Linked DNA regions of Mus musculus: region 1 is linked to region 2. Evidence: chromatin contacts called from public promoter capture Hi-C data. All regions are on one chromosome and are shown on one strand. The core of a region is the stretch at or near the end of the contact, and the rest is flanking DNA. Distances in the headings are between cores, read along the strand shown. Region 1 holds the start of 2900089D17Rik (a long non-coding RNA gene). Region 2 holds the start of Rnf216 (ring finger protein 216).

What was found. Promoter capture Hi-C pulls out the DNA fragments that hold promoters and counts their contacts.
Region 1: a promoter capture Hi-C map of liver shows a contact between it and region 2, with 2.5 times the contacts expected there. The contact joins the promoter of 2900089D17Rik here to the promoter of Rnf216 in region 2.

The regions. Positions count from the first base shown.
Region 1 is chr5:144,252,993-144,258,689 of GRCm38.p6, reverse strand. 2900089D17Rik (a long non-coding RNA gene) reads left to right here and starts at 2,535. Exons shown (of 3, transcript XR_868683.3): 1 at 2,535-2,611. It overlaps Bri3 (brain protein I3), which reads right to left and starts at 3,465. Exons shown (of 3, transcript NM_018772.4): 1 at 3,171-3,465; 2 at 2,778-2,880. The coding sequence starts at 3,312. Gm38675 (a long non-coding RNA gene) reads right to left here and starts at 209. Exons shown (of 2, transcript XR_868679.3): 1 at 122-209.
Region 2 is chr5:143,109,702-143,114,812 of GRCm38.p6, reverse strand. Rnf216 (ring finger protein 216) reads left to right here and starts at 1,793. Exons shown (of 17, transcript NM_080561.4): 1 at 1,793-1,914.

The DNA of each region.
Region 1 (5,697 bases), core at 1,286-3,785, 1.1 Mb before region 2:
AGTCTCTCTGGTCACCTCCGAAACTAAGAAACTAAATCCGCAGTAACAAAAACAAACAGCCCAGGCAGTGCACGAGGAACCTGTGCCTGGCAGGCTCTGTACTCACAGCCATGCCACTCACCCTGTGCATGCACATTCCACGGGTGACCTGTGCTCCCTCCGGGGGCACGGCCTCACCTGCCCTGCATCTAGGGACAACCCACAGCCGCTGGAATGCACACACCCGCCTCAGAGACCCAGGACCTTCACGGACACAGGACTGCTGGAGGTGGGGCACGGAAGCCTGGGGGGCCTGAGAGAAGCCCCATCCACTGGGGGTGAGAGAACTGCTTCTTGCAAATGTCTATAAAAGGAACCGGAGTCAGGCTGCTTAACTCCGACTCAGACAGAATGGCAACGTGACAAGCGACACCGGCCTCTTATGCCAAGTCTCACTCAGAGGGAATCACAGACGTGTGACTTGGACAAATTCCTGCCAAGCCACTAGGGAAAGACAGGACAGGGCCCGGCAGGCCACATCTGGAAGGGAGAAAGCTTAGTCACATGAGAAGTGTCCTCTCTTTCAGACCTAACATACCAGGCAGGGGAGGGCTCAGATGTTTACAGGGGAACACCTTTGCCCCAACCCCAAAAACAGACACACTCTTTCCCTAAACCAAAGGCAAAGCTGGCCCCCCTCCTGTGCTGCTCTCCTGGAGAGGGAGCCCCCCCACCCCCCAACATCCTGCATGCCTGCTTTTGTACTGATCAGCCTTGAAAAGCCAGGGGCTAGCAGCAGAGGGCACTGTGAACACACCTGCAGGGATCCAGGTGTGCATAACAGCCTGGGGGGGTGGGGGGGGTGAAGAGTGGTCACTACTTCAAGGATCAGGTACCCTCAAACCTGTCCTCGGAGGACCCAGGTTCCTTAATACTGGACGCCTCCATCCACAGGCTGCAACACAAGAGCCCAAGACCTTCCTGTGAGGGCAGTGGCACAGCCTGACCTTGTCCCAGATTCTACAGGACTGAAGAGCCCATGAGCAGAAGCCACAAGCCTACAAAACAACTCACTTCCCAGGGAAAGTCTCAGAGAAAGTGTTCTCCACCAGCAGCAGTCCAGACTGCAGTGGGACACTCCACAGTCTAGGATTTTGACTGCCTTGGCCCCAGACTATAGCAGCCATACTGCCCTGCTGTCCGTCCCCCCACACCCCAACCCCCAAGTTCAGGGGTCTGGTCCAAGAAGAGCCTCATGGGAACACTCCTGTCCACTGGGGGAGAGGAAAAAAAACAGAAACAAACCCAGCTGACTGTGGTAGGGCCAGGATCTGGTTGCTGGAACAAGCAGACATGAAATCCTAGTGAGCCCCCTGCACTGCTATGCCTCTCCCCACCTTCCTGCCTGCTTGCCACCTACCCCTATGAGACCTCTCCTTAAATCTGAGAGTTCAGCTAATATTTGTCCCATCCTCAGGGCTCTGAGAATTCCCATGCAGGGACTAGCCTCAAGGCCACACAGGAAGTCTCCCACCTCCATACAACTAACCCCCTTCTGTTCCCAGTGGCTCTCTCTCTGCACAGGAGACCCTATACTAATCCCCTTGGCTCAACAAGCTAGGACCACCTCCCAGTCTATGCTCCCTCTTTGGTGTGCCTCAAGCCCTCAGGTGGAAAGCTTGCAGAGAGAGAGGCGGCCAGCAAGACCAAGCTATCAGAGAGCCACCCCATCTACAGCTAGAGGAAGCAGCTGAGTCCCACTCCTCTCCCCTGCACCAGCTCCAAAAGCCAAGTCACTTGGGTCCCTGAAGGAGGACTCTAACTAACTGGCCTTCAGCCTTCTTCCCCCAAGCACATGATCAACCGAGGGTCCAGTGTCTTCCACCCTCAGTCATCTCTTGTGAGGCCACTCGCAAGTTTCCAAAATCATTAACTTCCTTATGGCTCCACTCTGCGCCTCTGACACACACTTTTGAAACGAAAGCTAAGTCCAAACAAGGGTTTCTTAATTCCATCTCAGAGACTTGGAACTTCCCCCTGCCAGACAAAGGCTGAAACCCTGCCCTGCACGAGCTGTACCTGGCCCATCCCCGGGTGAGTGGCCAAGTCCAACTTGGAAGCCGAATCCTCAAAGCCTGCCTAGAATGAGCCTGGCTGCATCTCTCACCTTCCATAAAGTCCCCACAAAGTTTCTGTCAGCTCCAGTTTGAGGGTAAAACAGCCACAACAACAAAACCACTCCAGCCCGGAACAAAGAAGCACGGGGTTTCCTCCTGGGCCAGCTAGTGGCCAGGAGTTGTTAAGCCCTGGTCGTCATTCTGCACCCTCACAGCCTTTGCTCTCTGCTGGCCACTTGGATCTCCTAAGTCCTTTGGCATACTGGCCTGCGGACTCAAGTCCCAATATCTCCTTAGTACTGGACACACTTGCGGAAACTGGAGGAAAAAAACCTAACAAAACAAACCCTGATTCGCTGCGGATCTCCAGTACTAGGGAGGAAAGACCATCAGTCTCCATTGTTAACATTCCTGCGTCCCACGCACTCCGGGTGCCATGCCTCCCAAATGCACTCAACTCCCCACAGAAAAGGGAACCCATCCTTCTGCCGCATAAAGTAAATTCAGAGCCAGGGGTGAGTGACCCCACCTTCTCCCACTGCAGTCCCTCCCCTGCGGGACTTCCCTCTGAGACAGGAGCCGGGCTGTGACCCCACCCCATCCCACCCCCGCTGGCCTTTTGCAAGATTCCGGCACGTGCGTTCTCCGCCGCCACCCCCCACCCCCAGGCTAGAGACTTACCTGCAGACCGGGCAGCCTCCGACCACGACGATGGAGTTGGCAGGATACCGGGTGACCGTTCGACTGTGGATGTTATAGACCCGGGGGTGGCTGGTGGGGATCCCTGTGGGAGCGGAGTGCTGATCAGCCCCGGGCGACTCGGCCCTCCTCCTCTCCTCCCTCCCTCCCCCTTAGCCCCCGTCCTCCCCGCCTCCAACGGGGCTGAGCGCGCCTGCGGGTGGGCTCTAGAAGCCAAGTGTGAACCCTCCGACACTAAGTTCACGGCCACCGGGGCAGGGCCTGGCCGGGCAGGGCGCTCCGGGTAGCAGCTGCCCCCCCGGCAGGCCCGCGCCGGGGACAGCGCGGTGCTTGGCCCGGAGGCCGTTCGGGGACCCCGAAGAGCTGCGGGCCCACCTGTGACGAGGTAGGGGTAGGGCGGCGGCGGGGGCGCGGTGGGGATGGCCCCGTAGCCGTGCGGGCCGCACGCGTAGTCGCCCTGGCCGGCCTCCAGGTTGTAGGCGGGCGGGCGCTCCTGCAACAGGGGCTTGTGGTCCATCGCGGCCCCCGGGGCCGCGCGCCCGCCAGCTCCGGCCCGGCTCGCTTCCTTCGGCCCGGCGGGGATGGCGGCGGTAGCGGCGACGGCGGTGTCCCGGGCAGCTCGGCCCAGTGAGGCGCGCGCCGGGCGGGGCGGGCGCGCCAAGGGTTCCCCGCCCTCCCGCCGGTCACAAGATCGGGGTCACGTGGGCGGGGCGGGGCGGGGCTGTGGGCGGGGTTTGGGCGAGGGCGTCTTAAAGACGCCTCAGCGGCTGCCGCTGGCGGGGTGTTGTCCTCGTTCAGTCCCGCCCCACAATGGATCTTGGACTTCCAGAGAAGTTCTGACTCCCGGCCACGGCCGGAGACCCAACAAGATCCTGGCCTCCTTTAGCTTTTGCTTTTTTTCTAAAAATAATAATAATAATGTTTGTTACAATTATTTGGGGGGAGGGTGTGTTTATATGAGTGGGCACGCATTTGGAAGCCAGAGAATAAATAACTTTCGAGAGTGGGTTCCTGCTTTCCACCATATGGGTCCTGAGATAGATTGGTTGACAGATTCTGCAGCAGGCGCCTCCACCGTTTTTCTGTGTTTGTTTGTTTGTTTTGGACCTAGGCTCATGTAGCCCAAGCTGGCCTGGAACTCTTAACCCTCTCACCTTTACCTCCTAAACTATGGACTTCGTTGCCCCTCCACGCCCAAATCCTCCCCTTGCCCAACCCAGCACCCGGGTCACCACCCACAGGGAGGGACCAGGCGAGCCCCTCCCAATCACTGCCCACACATCCTTGGGTGTAGGAAGGAAAACAACTGAGTACGCTCACCCACTGAAGCCTACTCAACTGCTGAGCCTTCCTCCTCCTCCTCTTTTGATTAATTTTCGCTTTCAGGGGCTGTGGCCACTAATTAGAAATAACTGCCCTGCTTGGGAGAACCCTAAACTCTAAGCACCTGCGGCGCTTCCTTCAGGTTCTCCAACTTTTTTTTAGCAGCCTGACCGCAAACTTGCTGAGTGTACAGCATGGCGATGTGGCTCCCTAGGAGAGGACCATGGTCTGACACAGGCCCATGCAGTCTCTGCATAGCTACTGCCATGCCGCTAGCCCAAGTATCGCCTGGCATGAGTTTACCTAACACACGTGAAGCCGTGGGTTCCGGCACGTGACTCTCACCCCAGTGCTTGGGAAATGATTCAAGAGAATCAGGTCCACTACTACACAGCAAGTTCAAGGCCAGCCTCAGCTACATGAGACCATGTCTCCAAAAACCAAGCAAGGAAAAAGAAATGTTGGAACAGTGAGAATCCTTCCCAATTGTTGCCTATGTATTTCCAGGGTCTTGTGTGTGTGTGTGTGTGTGTGTGTGTGTGTGTCCATCCGTCCATCTGGTGGCACTCTGAAGGAGAATTAGGAGTTCAGAGCCAGTCTGGGTAACATTTTGAGACTCTACCTCAAAAGATACCCAGTGAGGTTGTATGTGTAGCTCAGTTCATAGAGCAGTCACCCAGCGTGCCTGAAGCCCCAGGACCCATCCCAGCATTGCATTAACTGGGCATGGTGGCTCAAGCCTGTAATCCCAGCACTCTAGAGGTGGAGACAGAAGCCTCCAAAGTGAAAGGTCGGGCTGGAGAGATGGCTCAGCAGTTAAGAGCACTAGCTGCTCTTCCAGAGGTCCTGAATTCAATTCCCAGCAACCACATGGTAGCTCACAACCATCCGTAATGAGATCTGATGCCCTCTTCAGGTGTCTTCTAAAGACAGCTACAGTGTACTGTCATATACATACATAAGTCTTTAAAAATAAATTCAAGATCATCCGTGGCTTAACAGCAAGATCCACTGCATCTCAACAACAGCATACAAACCTGGCTAATGGGGACTGGCTTTGAAGGAAGCAGGGGTGACTCCCCTGGAGTGACAGAACCCAAAGGCTTGAGCAGCATGAAGTAGAAGCCCCTCTCCAGGGAAGCCTGGGCTGCACCACCAAGCCTTATCACCGCAAAGAAGTGGATTCATCTCAGGTGGCTCACCAGCACCTCAGGTGGTGAGTCTGTCTCACTGAAGAAAAAAAAAAAAAAAAAAAAAAAAACATCTGGGGCTGGAGAGATGGCTCAGCGGTTAAGAGCACTGACTGTTCGTCCAGAGGTCCTGAGTTCAATTCCCAGCAACCACATGGTGGCTCACAACCATCTGTAATGGGATCCAATGCCCTGTTCTGGTGTGTCTGAAGACAGAGACAGTGTATTCACATTTAAAAAAAATAAAAGTCTAAAGATGGATGGATGGACAGGTGGATGGATGGACAGGTGGGTGGACAGGTGGGTGGGTGGAGGAGGAGGGAGGTGCTTCTGGGTCAGTCAGTAAGGCGAGGATTTGTGTTTGTATCCTAACAACCACATAAAAGCCA
Region 2 (5,111 bases), core at 544-3,043:
TGTTTACTGGTATTTGAAATGGCGCTTCTGGGGTCCATTTTGAGATCATGATGGTGGGGCTCTCACGATGGCATTAGTGGCTTTATAAGCAGGAAGAGACACCCAAGCTGGCACACATACTTTCTTAGATAATGCAATGCCTTCTGTTATTTTATAATTAGGAAGGAGTTTCTCTCCTGATCCGTACTACATGAGAGCCTTTGGTCTTCCCAGCAAGATCACAAGTTCAAGGACAGGCTAAACTATGTAGTGAGTTCAAGGCCAGTCTAAATAACCTAGTGAGATCTTGTCTCAAATTTTAAATAAAAATAAGAAGAGGGCTGGAAATGTAATTCAGTGATTGACAGCTTCTCTAGCATCTATGAGGCCCTGGGTTCAATCTCAGAAACACACACACATACAACATATACACATACACACAAGTGTACACACACAAGCAAAGACACACAGAGCACACACACAAGCATATACACACACACATACACACAAGCACACATAACATACACAAGCACGTCATACACTCATTTGTATACAACATACACACACATAAGCACAGACACACAGAGCACACACATAACATATACACATACACACAAGCACACACACAGAGCACAAACACACCATATACACACATACACACACAAGCATATCTACACACGCACATCCACACAAGCACACATAACATACATAAGCACAGACACACAGAGCACACATACACACATGAGCACAGATACACATATATACAAGCACACATAATATACACACACACAAGCACACCACACACTCATATTCATATATATATATATATATATATATATATATATATATATATATATATATAACATAAACACAAGCACAGGCACACATTACATATACACACCATATACACATACGCATATAAGCACACATACACACACTCATACACACAAGCATACACAACATATACACACACACACAAGCACACACACTTATACATACACAACCTATAGAAGCCCAGACAGAGCACACAGATACATCATACACATACATATACACACATACAACCACACACACAACTTGAGGTTTTTTTATTTATTTAAAAAAAAATTTTTTTTGAGACAGGATTTCTCTGTGTAGCCCTGGCTATACTGAACTCACTCTGTAGATCAGGCTGGCCTCGAACTCAGGGCTTCCTCTGCCTCCCAAGTGCTGGGATCAAAGGTGTGGACCATCACTGCCTGGCTGAAAAAAATTCAATTTCTATTTTTTATTTTGATTTTATGCATATGCATGTTTTGCCTGCATGTATATCGGTGTACAACTTGCATGCTTGGTGCCCACAGAGGCTGGAAGAGATCGTCAGGGATCTTCTAGAACTGAAATTACAGACCACTGTGAGCTGCAATGAGGGTTCCATGAATCAAATTTGGGTCGGTGCTCTTGAGCGCTGGCCAGCACTCCAACCTTGATTGAACAGAGCTGGAACTTTTACTCTTCACCAAATACCTTGGGAGGAGAGTTGGGTCATTTTACCTTTCTCACCTGGTACAGAGCATCACCTCAAGAGGGGATAGATACGTGATTAATCGGTTGATTTCATAGCTAAATCGGGGCGGCTACAGTGACCCTGTGGTTCAGCTGTTCTTTTGTCTTCCCACAGCAAGGAGGAGTCAAGGTTCTGCAGTCGTGGAGCCTGGATGGAGGCCGGCTAGGCACCCATCTCTATGGTCTCGCTCTCCAGGTCCCTCCTCCCCGACTGTCCGCGTCCCTCTATGGTTCTTCCTGTTATTAGTCGGGAGGGGGCGCTGCGCGCAGGCGCGAGGTGGACGCGGTGGCGAGGCCGGAAGGAACGCAGTAGCGGCCTCGGTGGCGGCGGCGGCGGTCGCAGCGGCGGCGGTCGCAGCGGGGGAGCTTTTCCAGCGGCTGCTTCTTCAGGTGAACTTGAGACTGAACTCCCGGGCGTCGAGCCGCGCTCGCGGAGCTGGGCTGGCTGTGTTGGGGCGAGTCCGTGATGGGCGCTCGCGCGCGCGGTCTCCCGGGGCTGCGGGTCGAGCGAGGAGAGTGGCCTCCCGCCGGGGCGCCACCGGGGTGGGGGCGGGGCCCGAGGGGGACGCGCTCGCGAGCCCCGGGGGCCCGGGGACCCGCGCGGGGGGTGACGGGAGGGGAGCGACGCCGACGACCGCTGGCCTGCCGGCTCCCCTCCCGTCACTTGAGGAAGTTTCTCGGGCCGGCCTGCTGCGCGGGGGGCGCCGAGCTGCTGAGAGACGGTTCTCTGGCGGCTCGCTCTGGTGGCCGCGCTCCCCACCGCGGCCTGGAGAAGCGGAAGAGGCGACCGACTGGCGACTTCGAACTCCAGCCCGGGCCAGTTTGGGGCCCCTTGGAGTCCAAGTTGACGCCTGTCATCCCAGTCTGAGCTCCCGAGTGAAGGGGACTTGAAACTCCTGCAGTCGGGAGTCCCGGTGCGTGGTAGCGGAGAGCGCTCCCGTGCGCGTGGCACCCTGGGGTGAGCGGCAAGACCCACGCTCGAGGGGACGAGGCGGCCCCTCGTGGGGCTCCTCGGTGATCCCGAACTCCTTGCATCTCCAAAGGGTGCAATGACTTGGTATCCTCTTCTCCATTGTGCTAAGTGTCTTGGACGCCATCTCCGCTGGGGTTTGTCTTGGATTCGTTTCTTTTCTTTTCTTCATTTTTTTTTTTTTTTTAATTTTTCTGCATAGCCGAGGCTAGCCTGAAACCTGAAAAGTAGAGGCTGGGCCCAAGGGACTCAGGAATTTGCATGCCTCTGCCCTGGTGTAGGCCACCCCACCACATCTTGCCATTATGTTGTTATTGTTATTGTTATTGTTATTGTTATTGTTATTGTTGAGTCTAACTGTAGCCCTTGCGGGCATGTAGCTCAGAGGTCTGCTTGCCTCTGCTTCCTGATTAAAGGCATGTGTCATTTTTCTCCTACTCAACAGCCGCTCTACCTTTGAGCTCCACTCTCAACTCCTTGCTGGATTTTTTTGTTGTTGTTGTTTTGTTTTTTGTTTTTCGCGACAGGGTTTTTCTGTGCAGTTCTGCCTGTCCTGAAACTCACTTTGTAGACCTCAGAACTCAGAAATCCGCCTGCCTCTGCCTCCCAAGTGCTGGGATTAAAGGCATGCGCCGCCGCCGCCGCCGCCACCACCACCACCGCCCAGCTTCCTTGCTGGATTTTTGTTTGTTTGGTTTGGTTTGGGTGAGACTAATGGATTTATTGTGTTTTCCTTCAGAGCAAGGGTGAAAGAGTATGTATAGGAGCCTGTGTGCATCAGGGTCAAGTTTTCATCCCCACCATGAACGGTGACCTTATGAAAGCTCCGTCTGCTTGTTATTTTAACATGTAGAGAAGGGGCTTGTCACTGCCCTTGCTTGGAGGGAAGGACAGTATTTTTATGACCTTAGCTTATCCTAATTAAGAAATAGCCAAGCTCTGCCTTCTGAGGGTAGAGAAGGATGGTGAGCCTGAGGAGATTGCTGAGGCTCTTGAGCCTGGCTTTTGGACACCTGTGAGCCTTTTGCATTAGCAACTTTAGACTTATCTAAAAAGGACAAGAGCAGCTAGTAAAAAGCTCTTGAGGAGGAATTTAATAAAGTGTGGCTCAGGGAGATTGAAGGTTTATGAAGTCTGCTGAGTGTTTACTAACTACAGCATGAGGTAATGTGCTCTGTGTTTACTGTGCTTGGGGCTCTACTGTATTCTAGATCCTTCCAGACAGGAATTCTCATCTTGTCATCATTTTTGTTTTTTTTTTGTTTTTGTTTTTGTTTTTGTTTTTTTGTATTTTCGAGACAGGGTTTCTCTGTGTGGCCCTGGCTGTCCTGGAACTCACTCTGTAGACCAGGCTGGCCTTGAACTTGGAAATCCGCCTGCCTTTGCTTCCCAAGCTCTGGGATTAAAGGTGTGCACCACCACTGCCGGGCTTGTAGTCACATTATCTGTACAAAACATATCTTGTCTGCCTGCCTGTCTGTTTGTTTGTTTATTTATTTGAGACAGGGTTTCTCTGTGTAACAGCCTCAGCTGTCCTGGACTCCCTTTGTAGACCAGGCTGGCTTCGAACTCACAGAGATACTCCTGCCTCTGCCTCCTGAGTAGGGGCTGTTCTTCCAGAGGACTCAGGTTCAATTCCCAGAACTCTCATGGCAGCTCACAACTGTCTAACTCCAGTTCCGGGGGATCCTATACTCTTTCACTACACAGATGCAAGCAAAACACCAATACACATGAGTAAAAATAAATCATTAAAGAAACATTTAGTATGTATATGGACACTTAAGTACACTTAATGGTCAGAGGACAACTTTTGGAAGTCAGTTTCCCTCTACCATATGGGTTCCAGACGTGCTCCTCAGGCTGTCGGTCAGGTTTGGCAGCAAGTGCCCTTAACCTATTGAGCTAATTCACCAGCCTTAGCTGTACAAAACTTGGTGCTAAGTGCTAGGTATAGCTCTTCTTAGTCCTGTCAGTAATCTAATAGCTTTTGTTGCCGGGGAGGGGGAAGAGAGGTGCTGAAAAATAACTTGATACAAAGGTTCAGAGCTGGTTCTAGAATTCAGTTACACAATTTATAAAAATTTTAAATTACATTTATTCCTTGACAATTTCATGTATGACTCTTACCCCATTAATCCCCCCCACACACACACACACATACACACTTCCCATTCCCACAGTCATGAATTTTTTTGTTTGTTTTCTTTTGTAATCACTGAGTTTAACCAGGGCCATTCTCATGAGCATGGGTGGGAGCTATCCAATGGCTAGATTTTTTTCCCCATTCATTTATTTATTTATTCCCTTTATATCCCGATCTGAGCCCTCCTCTCCTCTTAGTTCCCCCTCACATAGCCCCTTGCCTCATTCCCTTCTCCCTTTCACTCCTGAGAAGGGGGAGTTTCCTCCCAAGGAACCAGCCCACCCTGGCACCTCAAGTCATTGCAGGACTACACACATCCTCTGTCACTGAGGCCAGACAAGACAGCCCAGTTAGGGGAGCAGTATCCACATCGAGGCCACAGAGTCAGGGTAAGCCCCCACTCCAGTTGTTGAGAGACCTCCATGAAGATCAAGCTGTGCAGCACACCTGCTACATATAGGGTGGGGTTAG